2 separate regions of the Rattus norvegicus genome follow, and region 1 is linked to region 2. A link is a contact called in public Hi-C data. All regions are on one chromosome and are shown on one strand. Each heading gives the region's core, a stretch centred on a gene start, on an enhancer-like site or on the middle of the called end of the contact. The rest is flanking DNA. Distances are from core to core; before and after follow the strand shown. Region 1 overlaps Napepld (N-acyl phosphatidylethanolamine phospholipase D). Region 2 holds the start of Pmpcb (peptidase, mitochondrial processing subunit beta).

Evidence for each region. A called contact is a pair of places that touch in the nucleus more often than the background predicts.
Region 1: a Hi-C map of the A7r5 cell line shows a contact between it and region 2, with 5 times the contacts expected there. The contact joins the enhancer-like site here to the promoter of Pmpcb in region 2. A contact is called at or near these places in 11 of 12 Hi-C or Micro-C datasets (the A7r5 cell line, the Rat2 cell line, Schwann cells and 6 more).

Annotation. Positions count from the first base shown.
Region 1 is chr4:14,284,036-14,290,497 of GRCr8, forward strand. Napepld (N-acyl phosphatidylethanolamine phospholipase D) reads left to right here. Exons shown (of 5, transcript NM_199381.2): 5 at 4,443-6,462. The coding sequence ends at 4,577. Among named protein-coding and RNA genes, the nearest start is that of Armc10, 20 kb to the right of the region's middle. Within about 2 kb of position 2,151, at least 6 of the 93 cell types and tissues checked have an H3K27ac peak or open chromatin away from gene starts, as enhancers often do. A contact at or near this core is called in the A7r5 cell line, where this site is marked.
Region 2 is chr4:14,198,120-14,204,970 of GRCr8, forward strand. Pmpcb (peptidase, mitochondrial processing subunit beta) reads right to left here and starts at 4,465. Exons shown (of 13, transcript NM_022395.2): 1 at 4,351-4,465; 2 at 2,198-2,338; 3 at 1,387-1,473; 4 at 901-1,030. The coding sequence starts at 4,449.

The DNA of each region.
Region 1 (6,462 bases), core at 901-3,400, 84 kb after region 2:
CCTCCCTCCAACAATCCCATTCACTGGGGGTTCAGTCTTGGCAGGACCAAGGTCTTCCTTCCACTGGTGCTCTTACTAGGTTATCCATTGCTACCTATGAGGTTGGAGCCCAGGGTCAGTCCATGTATAGTCTTTGGGTAGTGGCTTATTTTACCGTGGCCACAGGCAAGAAGGAAGGCATCTTTCCAGCGGAGGAAAGGGCAGAGCACAAGGGGCAGCACACGCTAGGAAGTAAGGAGTTAGCTGTTTAGCAGGGGAGGGGGTGGTGGAGGGCAGCCAGAGGGGAGAGCTGGAACAGAAGCATCTTGCCTATCAGTTAACTGATTAAGTGCTTGTCATCTCTGACATTGGGGTGAACGTGGTTTGTTCCTAAACTACCCCAGAAGAACTGACTCTTCCTCAGCGGATCCCCAGAGATCTGCTGCCAGCCTGGGTTCTGGGATCAGGCTAGTCTAGAGAAATGTCTCTTTGTTCCTGGATCTGAGACTAGGCCAAGTTTAAAAGTGTTAGAAGTCAATGTCCCCTAGGCTCTGTGTCGCCTGCCCCTCCTTCCTCCCAGGACCCCTCTGCACAGACACAGTGCTTTCTCGCTGCTTTTAGCCTTCTCACCCTGCCTTCTTTCTGGCCTGGTCCCCTCCTAAGATATGGTTTGTTCCAGGGTTACCAAATACGCTCCCTGCTTATTTCCCTAGCCCCTAGTTAAAGTGTTTTCATGGTGAAATAACCTGCATAACGCAGGGTCTTTAGCTGCGCTGCTGGAGGTGGAGTGGAGCAATAAGTAAAAACTGCAGAGCTGGGGGAAGGCTCGCCCACCCGAGGGACGTGTGCCTTTGGCAAGGGACAGGCTGCTGCACGTGTATGCTGCCGTGTGACAGCAGTTTCTTCTGCCATTTCCGTGTGCTGTGTGTGTGGACATCCCATGTGTATCCTGTCAGTAACCTAGCCTGAGTGACGGACTGTCAGGAGGGCTTCTTCGCCGAGACGGAGAGACAAGGCGAGGATCTAAACTTCAGACGTCAAGAATCACTTCACTGTTCAGTATTTAAGCACTGTAATGAATTATCTCTAAGAGTACAGTATAAGTAAAGCTTAGTTAAAACCTGAGTTGTAAAAGTATCTTTTATTCACCGGATGTAATTGTCATCTCTGAGGCTTTCTGCCTCTGTCTGCTAACCCAGGCCTAGTCCTGGAAGCTTCTAGTCTCCGTACAAGCTTACGGCCTAGAATGTTTTCAGCCTCTGAGACTTGCTGCTGAATAAACTCACCCTTTCTAGTTCTTTCTGAGCTCTGGCTGGGTGATTCAACTCAGCTGTTTTTGCTCAAAATTCCTCTCCAAGCTGACTGATTCAATCTGACTTCTCTCTCTTCTCTCCTAAATTGCTCTGCTTGGCCTCAAACTAACTCCAGCAGTCTGTTCCAACCTTCTCATCCTCTGGCTCCTCCTGTCTTCTCCTGCGTTTAGCTTGTTCTCTCCATAACCTGTCTCTGTGTAACTGTCCTGGTGAAACTGCCTCTTTTCTCCTTTTTCTCTCTCTGCACTACTCTGTTAAGTAGTTCCCTTTCGTCTCTCTTCTGAGAATTGGGCATAGCCTATTCTGTCAAATCTTTCTCTGACTCGTCACTTTGTCTGCCATTCAATTAGACATCACTTTCAAACCAGGTGCTTCCTTCTACAGACTAACTTTACCTTCATTGGGATTAAAGGTGTGTGCTGAGGGGGTGTCTGTATTTCAGCCAGGGGGATTAGAGGTGTGTGCTAAGGCTGGGCCACACCACAACTAGAAAGGCTTTTTCAGTAAATAACACAGTCCACAATCTTGGGATTCATAGTGTGATCAAATAGGCCGGAACGCCAAGTTATTTAGTAGTTAGTTGAATGCTGTCAGTGACCCTCTAAACGTAGCCCCAGATGGGCAATAAACAGGGAGGAAAATACCCACATTACATGTTAAGCCCCAAGAAAAGTTTCCTGGCTTTTATATTTTGTTGGTTATCTCATCTCTCCCGGTGAGGATGGAGTGTTGCAGGCAGCAGGCCTGATCCAGTCCTGCAATGAGGAGTAGCAGCCCAGCACTCGTGGCTGGGCAGTCTGAGGAGTTGTTTCTAGAGACCTTGACTCATGTAGCTGGGACTGTAAGCCACAGAAAAGAATTGCAGGTTAAGCCAGCGTCAGGGTGACTCAGTATTAAGAAGCATAAACACCAAGGGCAGATTTCAAGCACAGGCGTTCAGGAAGATATGCTTGGGGCTGGACAGATGGCCCAGTAGATGGAGGCATTAGAAGGTTATAAAGATTGAAGGCATACTTCTGGCTTTAACCTTGGTTCACTGGCTGTTTTATTCCTGTCTGGGATGCTAGTGTAATTGCTGTGCAGGCAGTCTTTACTGGGGATTTATTAGTTGTGTCTAAAGTTTGGACTCTCAGCCACTGGGGAATGTCTACTGGGGATTGGTGAAAGAGCCCGTCCCTTTTCTCAGGTCTTAATCTTCCTACTGTCTTGCTTCATTCACCTTTCTAGATCAGATCCTCCTCCCAGCCAAGGCCCCACCGTATTTACATATAAGCTGTCTCCTCATGTAGCCAGAACCACCTCCCTCCCGACCCTCATAGACAACTTGGCCTTCATTCCACACATTGCCGTGTAAAGTCTGCTCATCTCTATAGAGACAGTGACCTTTGCAATTTGAATCAAATCATGACATGGCGTGACCTGGGAGCCTCATGTTTGGGTGAAAACCTCAGCCTGATGCTTGCCCGCCGTGCCCTGAGCAGCCCAGGATATTTGGTTTACACTTAGGGGGACTTTCTTGGAAGGGCCCCTGAGATTGTCTTTAAAGTAGACTTCATATACAGCACACCTCCCCTCCCCCCACCCCAGAACAGAGTAACCCCTCAGATACTTTATTTCCCTTTGTGTCTGTCTCTATTAGAGAAGGTAAAGACTTTTGTCTGGCTCACTAGCTGGCACACTCTGTAGGTGCCTAGAAGGTAGTCCTCATAGAAGTGGGGGACGCATTCCCCACTGGTGATTGGTTCAGAGACTTTGACTTGTTTTTTAAATGCTACAGCCCTTTCTAATTAGGTAGGAAAAAAAGAAACTTCAAATGAATTAGAAACAAACTATTGTATAGCATAGAGATTTAGGTCAGAAGGGAAATAACTTCAAAAAAGGAGTGAAGTTGGAATGGGGCCTGGGAGAGGTGAGGGAGGGGATAAGGAGTGGATGTTATTGAAGTGGACTGTACACATGTATGAAATTCTCTTAAGAATTTACACAAATTAGTTAATTATTAGTGTGCTTGTACCTCTGGCAGTGTAGTTATACATTTCTTCTTAGTTTGTTCTTTTTACCACATTACGATTCTCTATAGTTTTCTGTTTTTTTTTTTTTTTCATGTGCATGAATGTTTTGCCTGCATGTATGTCTGTGTACCACGTGTGCCTGGTGCCCAAGAGGGCCAGAGGAGGGCGTTGGACTCACTGGGACTGTAGTTACAAAGCGCAGTGAGCCACCATGGGGCGGTAAGAATTGAGCCTGGGTCCTGTAGAAGAGCAGCCAGTGCTCTTAACCGTCGAGCCATCTCTCCATCCCTTCATGGGTGGAACTGTTTACCTTCATACTTTAAATTTCTTTATAATAACAATTTTATTCTACATTTAAGTACTTTCAAAATAATTTACACTGTGTGTTTGTACGGAGCACGTGCCATAGTATGAATGTAGAGGTCAGAGGGGGTCAGTTCTATGCATATACCACGTGGTCTGGGGATCTCACTGGGCCCAGGAGGGGGACATCTGGGATCTTTACCTGCCAGGACATTTTGCCAAGACACCTTGAACTTTTGAAGAAAATATTCAAGTGTGCAAAAAAACCTTCTGAAGCATTCTTTGTGCCATGTTTCGTGGTGCTAAAATCACTGTGGAAATGCAGGCAGTCAGGAGACTGCACTGCAGGGTCTGTTCTCGAGGGCCACCTTCATCCTGACATGGTTTGTTCATGGGGGGCTTTGTGGGTAACACCTGTCTTCATCCAAAAATCAGTGCTTGTCCACACAAACGCAGATGTACAGCGTCCCACATGCTCAATGCTCACATCCGGTCCCTAGCTTGATTCCCCGGTACTGATTCCAGCTACAGTGAAATCATATCATGAGATCGGGAACAGATTTTGTGTATTCTAATGTCACTGGTGCAAGGTGGCAGGCACATGTGTACACACGGACATTTGGATGGACTTATTTCTGTCTAGCACTCGACAGTTTTAGTGACTTCATAAGTGGCTTCACTTGGGTGAGGAGACGTGTTTGTCTGGTTTGCTAATGGTTCACTTAAGGGGATTGTTTTATGTGGCAACTTTTAGTGTGTTTAGTGTGAGTGCTTGTTTGGAGTAGCTGTCAGGTATCTGGATGCTAACTTTTCCTTTTCTTCCCATCTCTGCCAGCATTACTTAGAGCCGCCGGTGAAACTGAATGAAGCTCTAGAGAGATATGGACTCAAGAGTGAAGACTTCTTCATCCTGAAGCACGGAGAGTCACGATACTTGAATACCGATGATAAAGCCTTTGAGGAAACATGAAAGTCGGAATTATCAGTGGAAGCATGAAAAGACTAAGAAAGTAACAAATATTACGACACTTTCCACGAGGAAACAATTTCTGCAAGTGTGTGTTTTGTTCTGTATCATAACTTGCCAATTGATAAGATTTGCTTACATAAACTGTGGGAGTCTAGGGATGGGCTATTTAAGAAACTGTCCAATATGGACTTTAAAAAAATCATACCAATGATACAGACATTGCAAAATCTTATTTTTTATCAGAACACTCTATTTTAGTGGCAGTAAAATTTCTGAGGTTGTGAAAAACTGACATTACAGTTCTATTTCTTTTTCTATTCAGGGCTTTCTATAATGGTCAGTCAAGCTTTACCTACCGAGATCACACACAGACACACACACACACACACACACCACACCCCCACACACACACCACAACCCCCCCACACCACACACACACACCCCCACACCTCCCACACACACACCACACACACACACACTCTTATAGTCACATGATAAGCTTGCCCTCCTCACGGTGACTAACTGCTGGTCATGGTGATGCACATCTGCAGCCTAGCGCTCCAAAGGATAAAGCAGGCAGGTGACAAGTTCAAGGCCAACTGGAGCCACAAGTGAGATGAGGAAACATTAGCTTACATGCCAAATGTTAAGTGATTTTATTTTGTTAAGTATAAGAACATAGGTGTTAGGACTAAATTTATTGTTTTTTAAAATAGATTTTTTTATTGTGGTCAGATATACATTGCATAAAATTGTCGTTTTAACTATGGTGAAAAGCAGCTCTTTGGCCCCAGGCATTCACATTTTTTGTGCAGCCATGAGCACAGAGTACTTACATTTCTAAGAGGGCATCATCTACACAGCTGCACTTCCCAGGTTGAGGCCGATCGGCAGGGAAGGGAAGAGTGGGTTTGAGACTTAGAGCAAGGGTTTAATTTCAAAGGCAGACTTTCTGCCAAGCACAGCTGTAACTAAGGTATCTCCCAGAGGAGAGCGTAGAGCCTGAATGTGAATACAGCACGCACCGGAATTATTTCCTTTTCTACTTCCTCTATACACATTCTCTTTCCTGCTCTCAGCTCCAACCCCAGATATGTCAGTACGATTTATAAGTATGTTTTACATGACTTGGAGGTGGTATATATATTTTTATATTAAATGACCTATAAGCACAATTGTACCTTTAGTAAGCCATTGTGAAATACCTGGTTGTTGTCTTTTTAAGACTGTGGGATCTGCTGAACAGAGTCTTTGTCCCAGCATGCCTCTGCACTCACAGGTTTGTTATGAGCCTCGAGGAAGTGAGCTGCTGGGGTATTAGGGCATTCAGTCTTCTAGACCAATGGTACAAAACACAGCACGTTTTCTCTATGTCAAACATTGTATAGGGAATACTCAGTAATTTGATGCATTTGCATGGGTGATGCATGCCACCTTGGCCTCTCATCAGAATTTCGTCCATCCCTTCGTGGACCTGATTACCCCACAATATGTAACTTACGTGTGGACCCAATATTGCCATGCACAAGAGGACAAGTTAACCTACCTCCGAAGGCAGAGAATAATTCTTTTTTTCAAGCACTTTAGAAATCCGAGGGAGAAAACTTAAGATATCACTCTGATACAGACCAGCACAGTAGACAGCTGAAGAGCATCCCATGATGCATTGCTCCTGTCCGGACACCACCTCACCCACTTACCTTGTGACTTGATTGAGAGGGGAAGAGCCAATGCAAGCAGTCGTCAGAATGTAGTATTTTTATATAAAATGTTCACATCAGTTGGGAAATGTGTGCTGTCACACTGCGTGTGTAGTGAACTCGGCACAGAGGTACTAAAGCACAAGATTCCACTTAAAGTCAGCTTCAGGGAAACCGGGCAAGCA
Region 2 (6,851 bases), core at 3,215-5,714:
GAGTTCAATTCCCAGCAACCACATTGTGGCTCACAACCATCTGTAATGGGATCTGATGCCTTCTTCTGTGTGTCTGAAGACAGCTACAGTGTATTCATATACATAGAATAAATAAATCTCTTTTTAAAAAAATCAGGCCATAATCTATAATCTACATAGCCAGGAGCACCTATAATCCAATGCTAGCCAGAGACATGAGGATCCATGAAACTTGCTGGCCAGCTGTACAGAGAAATCTGGGTGAGCCCGGTTCTGTGAGAGATACGGCTCCAAAACTAATGTGGAGAGCAACTGACACCAATCACTGGTTACCACAACACAGAGTCCTTGTGTGGATTACCACTACATGACAAAACTGACAAAACCCTACAGTAACTAAAATTTTAGAGCAATATAATAGATTACCACTCTGCAGCCATGAAAGTTAATAATTTCACTAATTAACTTTGCAATGCTATGTTGTTTTTAATTCTTCTACTGGAAAAAATGTTTTCTGTAATTAATATACTCAAGATCCTATACAAATTGATGTACTACCCTGTCAACACAATCATCTTATTTTTATAAAATAAAGCTTTCTATCCTGCTAATATAACCATTAATAAGTAAATAGTATAAATAGGCATTTGTTAATTTTGCTCAGGACTAATATTTGCATCACAGAACTGAAGTGCCTGAGCCTGGGGAGAGCCATGTGTCAACCATGTACAGGAATCCCTCGTCAAGTCTTCGATCTGTTCTCGGAGGCAAGAATAGGAACAGATGCCTCTCTGGGTTTTCTGTCGCTGCTGCTGCTTCTTACATTTCTGTCAGTTTTACGATAGACATGCAAAAGCCGCAGTGCTAGATTACGACTGACCCTTCTGAAGATCACATTCCCAGCAGTATGGCTAACGATACCTCTTGGCAAATCTTTGGAGAAGGCTTTGGCGTAGTAGACAGTCTGCTCTCTGGAGGTATAGGCATTGAGATGGGCACCCATGTTCTCAATCTCAAGTTCAAGGTCTAACTGGGACCTCTTTTTAGTGCCCTTGAAACAGAGGAGAAAGCAGTTAGGATACTTTCCTTTTACCCTTCATCTATTCCAAACACACCAGGTAATAAGTACACTGAACAGAAGCCCGTGTCAGTCATGCAAGGACACGTTTGTAAGGTCTATTAGGCTTCCAAAAATACTCACTAAAAATGGCTTTTGTATTCCTATATCCCGAGAGAACCCTGCCTTCAATATCAGAAAGTAATTATCATAGATTATCTCAAAAACAATACTGGAAAAATAAAAGCAGCATGCAGCATGCTGTTGAAGTAGGTCTTGTCCGTAAACACAGTATCTATGCTGACATCATCGTTCACAGAGGACGCCTCTGAGCAAGGTTCGCAGCTCACCTTGAAAGCCATGTGCTCCAGAAAGTGAGCGGTGCCATTGTTCTTTTCATTCTCATACCGACTGCCAGCATCGATCCACAGCCCAACCTGCATGAAACCCAACGAATTAGGCAAATTCCCTGCATCTGGAGAGAGGGCTCCACAGCTAAGAGCATCCGCTGTTCTTACAGAGGACCTGAGCTGTTCCCAGCACCATGTGCGGCAGCTCACGACCATCGGTAACTCCAGCTCCAGTGTCCGAGACCACACAGTTCAGACTTAGCCAGGTCGTGGTGTTACATGCCTCCCATGGGAGGCCTTGGGAGGTAGAGGCAGGCAAATCTCAGTTTGAGGCCAGTCTGGTCCAGGGCTACACAAAGAAGCCCTGTCTTGAAAACAACAACAACAACAACAACAACAACAGAATACAAGTATCAGACTCAACTTCTTAAGGTGGCTCATTTAGTTCATCCAATTAACAGCTGTGGCAGCAACATCAGGGACTGTCAGAAGGTTGGGCTCGAACGCGCGTATAAGCTTTATAACCTCAGACACAGCCATTTGACTTCCCCTGAACTTATCAAAGACACATGAGGTGAGTTTTGGATGCCGTCTGTGGGGAAGCTGATTAGCCCCACCAACATCAAAAACAGACGTCAACAGTGAGAGGGGCTCACGGGACCGGCACAAAAGTAGAACTGGAGAGGAAGGCTCGAGCTCCGAGAGCCTTGCCAGGCAAAGTAATCAACAAACCACCAGCCAACCAGAGAGCTGCAGTGCGTCTGCTCCCTCCCAGCTGAGGTACCAAGTAAAGGCTGTAGCAGTCACTTACGGTGCATGTTGAGATCCCAGAGTTTTCAGAAGCTACCCTGAGTCCATTTTCCAAACAAGTGACTTGTGTCTCAGGAACATTCAGAACAACTTGTGGAGCAGCCTGTGTACTTCTGAGTCGGTCCCCTCCAAAGTACAATGGCTGATGGGTGTAGAAGGAAAGGAGAGCAAACATTACTATGCTGGCATCACTGTCAATCCAAAAAGCAAAAACCCTCAAAGAGACTCACCCAAAACACACTTTCCTAGACTGGGGGGAGGGGAGGCATGTAATCAGTGTGTGAGTGTGTGTGAGTGTGTGAGTGTGTGTGTGTGTGTGTGTGTGTGTGTGTGTGTGTGTGTGTGTGTGTACCATTGGCAGAAAGCATGCAGAATGAGGACCCAGTTCTGGACAAAACTAAATTCTTTCCTCAACTTTGGTTCCACTGGGCTCTAGCGCTAGCCTAGTGTGATGGTTTGTATGTGCTTGGCCCAGGGAGTGGCAGGATTAGAAGGTGTGGCCCTGTTGGAGTAGGTGTGTCACTGTGGGTGTGGGCTTTAAGATCCTCATCCTAGCTGCCTGGAAGCCAGTCTTCTAGCAGCCTTCAGATGAAGATGCAGAGTTCTCAGCTCCTCCTGCACTGTGACTGCCTGGACGCTGCCATGCTCCTGCCTTGATGATAATGGACTGAATCTCTGAACCTGTAAGCCAGCCCCAATGAAATGTTGTCCTTTAGTTGACTTGCCTCGGTCATGGTGTCTGTTCACAGCAGTCAAAGCCTCCTAAGACACCTACTTAACCAACTGTTCTCCCAAACAGCAACACCCCAGGAACATGCCCTTCTCTCTGGGAACAGGAGCAGTTACTACATTACCCCACACAGACACACCTGATTCAAGCGCCTCTCTCAACAAATGTTTCATAATCACTGAGAAAAAAAGGAACTGAAATAAAAATATAAAACTGACTGTACATATGAAACAAGATGCTACTGTTCACAAAGGACATGTGTGGGCAGAGACAGACGGAAACATGGCAGGTGCCTCACGTCCTCTTTGGCCAACTGGTTTGACTACAGACGCTTCACCATTCAGCAGCGTTTTCATGTTGGAATGAGAAAACCATATTTGCTAACCCTGAGACTGACCTAACCACTAGGCCTGTACAGTACTGTGGTGGTGTGAATAGAAATGCTCATAGATTTGAATACTTGGTCATCAGGGAGAGGGACTACTAGAAGGTTGGAGGAAGTGCGTCACTGGGGTGGGTTATGGGGTTTAAAATGCTCAAGCCAGGCCCACTGTCTGTCTGTCTCTGTCTATCTCTTGCCAACCCTGATGTAGAACTCTTGGTTCCTTCTCTGCCAAGCCTGCCTATGTGCTGCCATGATGGCTTCCTTCCATGATGATCACGGACTAAACCTCTGAACTGTAAGCCAGACCCAATTAATGTGTTTTCCTTTATAAGAGATGCCATGGTCATGGTGTTTCATCACAGCCATAGAAACCGATACTTAAGAAACTTTTACTAGGGCTGGAGAGATGGCTCAGTGGTTAAGAGCACTGACTGCTCTTCCAAAGGTCCTGAGTTCAATTCCCAGCAACCACATGGTGGCTCACAACCATCTGTAATGGGATCTGATGTCCTCTTCTGGTGTGTCTGAAGAAAGCTATAGTGTACTCATATATATAAAATAAATAAATAATTCTTAAAAAAAAAAAAAAAGAAACTTTTACTAACCTGCACTGTCCTGCTTCTGTAACCCAAAGGCTTCCTGCTCCCTGACCAATCAATGTAACAGGACATGACTCTGCCCTGTTGTGTAGGGGAAGGCGGATCTGAGTTTGAGGCCAGCCTGATGTATGCCGCAAGTTCCAGGACGGCCAGAGATGTTGCCCAGAGAAACTCTGAGTAACAAATATGTCTCAAAATATCAAAAACAAAAGCAAACCCAACTTCAAATTGAAGCGCTTGTCCTGGTTTCCTTTTCTTGGGTGAGAACAGCCCGACATACAGTAACATTGGTAATAACTTACTAACACACACCGGGGTGGGGAGGGAGCAGCCGCCCCGCCCCCTCTGCGGCCCGGTCGCCTGCGCCCCGGGGCAGGGGATCCGGAGGCCCGGTCCAGAGCGCACCGGGAGCCTCTGGGGCGCGACGAAGCGAGGCTCACCTGAGCAGCGGCGGCGCGGAGCGGAAGCCTTCGCGTAAATCCCCACAGGCGCCGTCCGGCCACCGGCAACAACGTCCGGGATACAGCCGCCGCCGCCATCTCTGCTGTGGATAGGTGAAAAGGTACTTCCGGGTCGTGACTCCAGGTCCCAGAATAGGAAGCTGGCCCCACCTTGTGGCGGCAACGGGGATTGCAGCCTTTAAAATTCCTTTGATTCTGTGTCTGGACTTAGTACCCCCAGTCCCTTCACTCCTTGACTCCCTCCTCAGTTCACTCCAATAATCAGGTCTGTAGAAATGATGTGCAAGGCACGCATGGGACAAAGTGAAAGGAACCTGTATCCCCAGATGGTTGGAATTAATCAGAAAGAACCAGTACGGGACGGACAGAACACAGAGAGGAAAAGATGTATCTTTGTTGTTGCTCTAATGTTTATAGCTTTGCTTATTCCATTCCATAGGAATACCTTTGACGAGATTGCTACTGAAAGACAGACGCTTTACAAACCTAGTCTTACCTTCTGTTACCACGATTTAATGTCGTTTGCCTCCAAGTCTTAGGGCTCTGCCTAAACAAACTGCCTTTTCACGTTCCTGGGTGCCCCTTTATCCGCGTACCCTTTAACGAAACTAAGATTTGTTAAACAGACACCTCCTCCATTTGTCCCAGGGTTTGAAGCTTAACAAATAGCAAGCACGTTTTTTAAATTAAAATTTTTAATTTAATTTGTTATTATGGGAAGGGCGTGGGTGCGCACCACTGCAAACTATGGAGGTCAGAAGACAACTTTATGCAATCAGTTGCCCCTTCTCCCTCTACGTGAATTCTGGGGGTGGAACTTCGGGGGACAGGCTTGCCCTGCGAGTGACTTTACCTGGGAAGCAGAGACTATTACTAAGCTAATTTTACAGTGGGGACTCCTCCTGGCTGCCTAGCAGGCTGTTTAACACTAAAGAGTGTGCACTGTGGCTCTAGAAGTTGGGAGTTTGGTCTAACTTGTCCCCTTGTTGCCTAATGTCTGCTTCACGCTATCGTTCAGGTGTCCTTTTTCACCCGACGACCTGTCTTACCCACCCAGGCTCTCCTCTTATAAGATCCACCACTGAGCAACTAGGCATGAAAATTCCTTGGGCACCTCCATGTCAGTTTGTACAAAATAGGATTCCCGCCTTGCCCCTACATCTCTCCCCATAGTTGTAATAGCGAGCACCCAGTCACGGGTCCCTTCATCCTAACGTCCAAACTAGAAACTCCAAGTCATCTTTGGTCCCAGCCTCTGACCTCCTCATGTGCTCTGCCTCCAGCGGGTGGCGCTGTTTGCAAAGGTTGCGGACGGAACCTTTAGGAGGTAGAGCCTTCCAGCAGAAGTATGTCCTTGGGCACAGGTTTCACAGCCTGGTCCCACTTCCAGATCTCCCTGCTTCCGAGCCATGAGGCAGTGTGATAGCGCCTGTTCCTGCCGCCCCGCCTTATCCATCACGGGTGGATGGGTGCCCTCTGGAACTGCAGGTTATTTTATCACAGTGACAGTAAAGAAAACTGAACAGAGGCACTCTCAACACAGTTTGAATTTGCATTTCTCTGAAAGCTGTGGGTAGCGAGCATTTTTCCCCCAAATATTTGTTGGTCGTTTGTACTTTCATTTTAAAAATCTCTTTTCCATTTTTTGTGTGCATGCGTTGTGTATATTTTTGGTGGAGGAGCCACCCGTGCATACGTGTGTTGTATGTGTGTGCGCGCGAGTGCGAGAGCACAGAGGTTGCCTGTGAAGGTCACAGTGTGTGAAGCTGATGTTGGGAGTCATCCCTGACTACTCTCCTACCTTGTTCATGGAGTCAGACTCTCTCACTCAACCCCGAGCTCAGTGATATGGCCCTCTGGCCAGCTTGCTCTGAGGATTCCCTGCCTACCTTCCAAGGCTGGAATTAGAGGCAGGCCACGGAGCTCACCGCCATTTACTTGGGCTCTAGGAATTTGAACTCCGGTCCTCATATTTGTACAGCAAATATGTTCACCAAGGCGCTATCTCCCCACCCCCACCTCCCCCCAACCCCACACCTTATTTCTGGGAAATGCTTTCAGATTTTCTCTGTTTAGTGTAACGTTAGCTCTAGGTTTACTAGTCTTTACTATGTTGGGGTATGCTCCCTCTGTTCCTAGTTCCTCCAAATCATGAAAGGATTTCTGCACCTATTGACATGGTTATGTGATTTCTACCCCATTGCCTTTATACGGTATTACATGTATTAATTTAAACCATCCCTGTATCTATGGCATGATGCCAGGCTGGTCATGGGGTATGACTTAAAACGTTACTGAATTTGCCGGTGTCTTCTTGAAAACACCGAGTTGTGTCTATGTGTATCGAGATTCTTTTCTCTAGTTTTTGTTGTTTTGTCCTTAGCCATTTTGTCATCGAGGTAATGCTCCTGTAGGGTCTGACAGTGTTCCTTCTCGTTCTGTATTTTATTGACTAGTCTAAGGCACATTGGCATGACCTC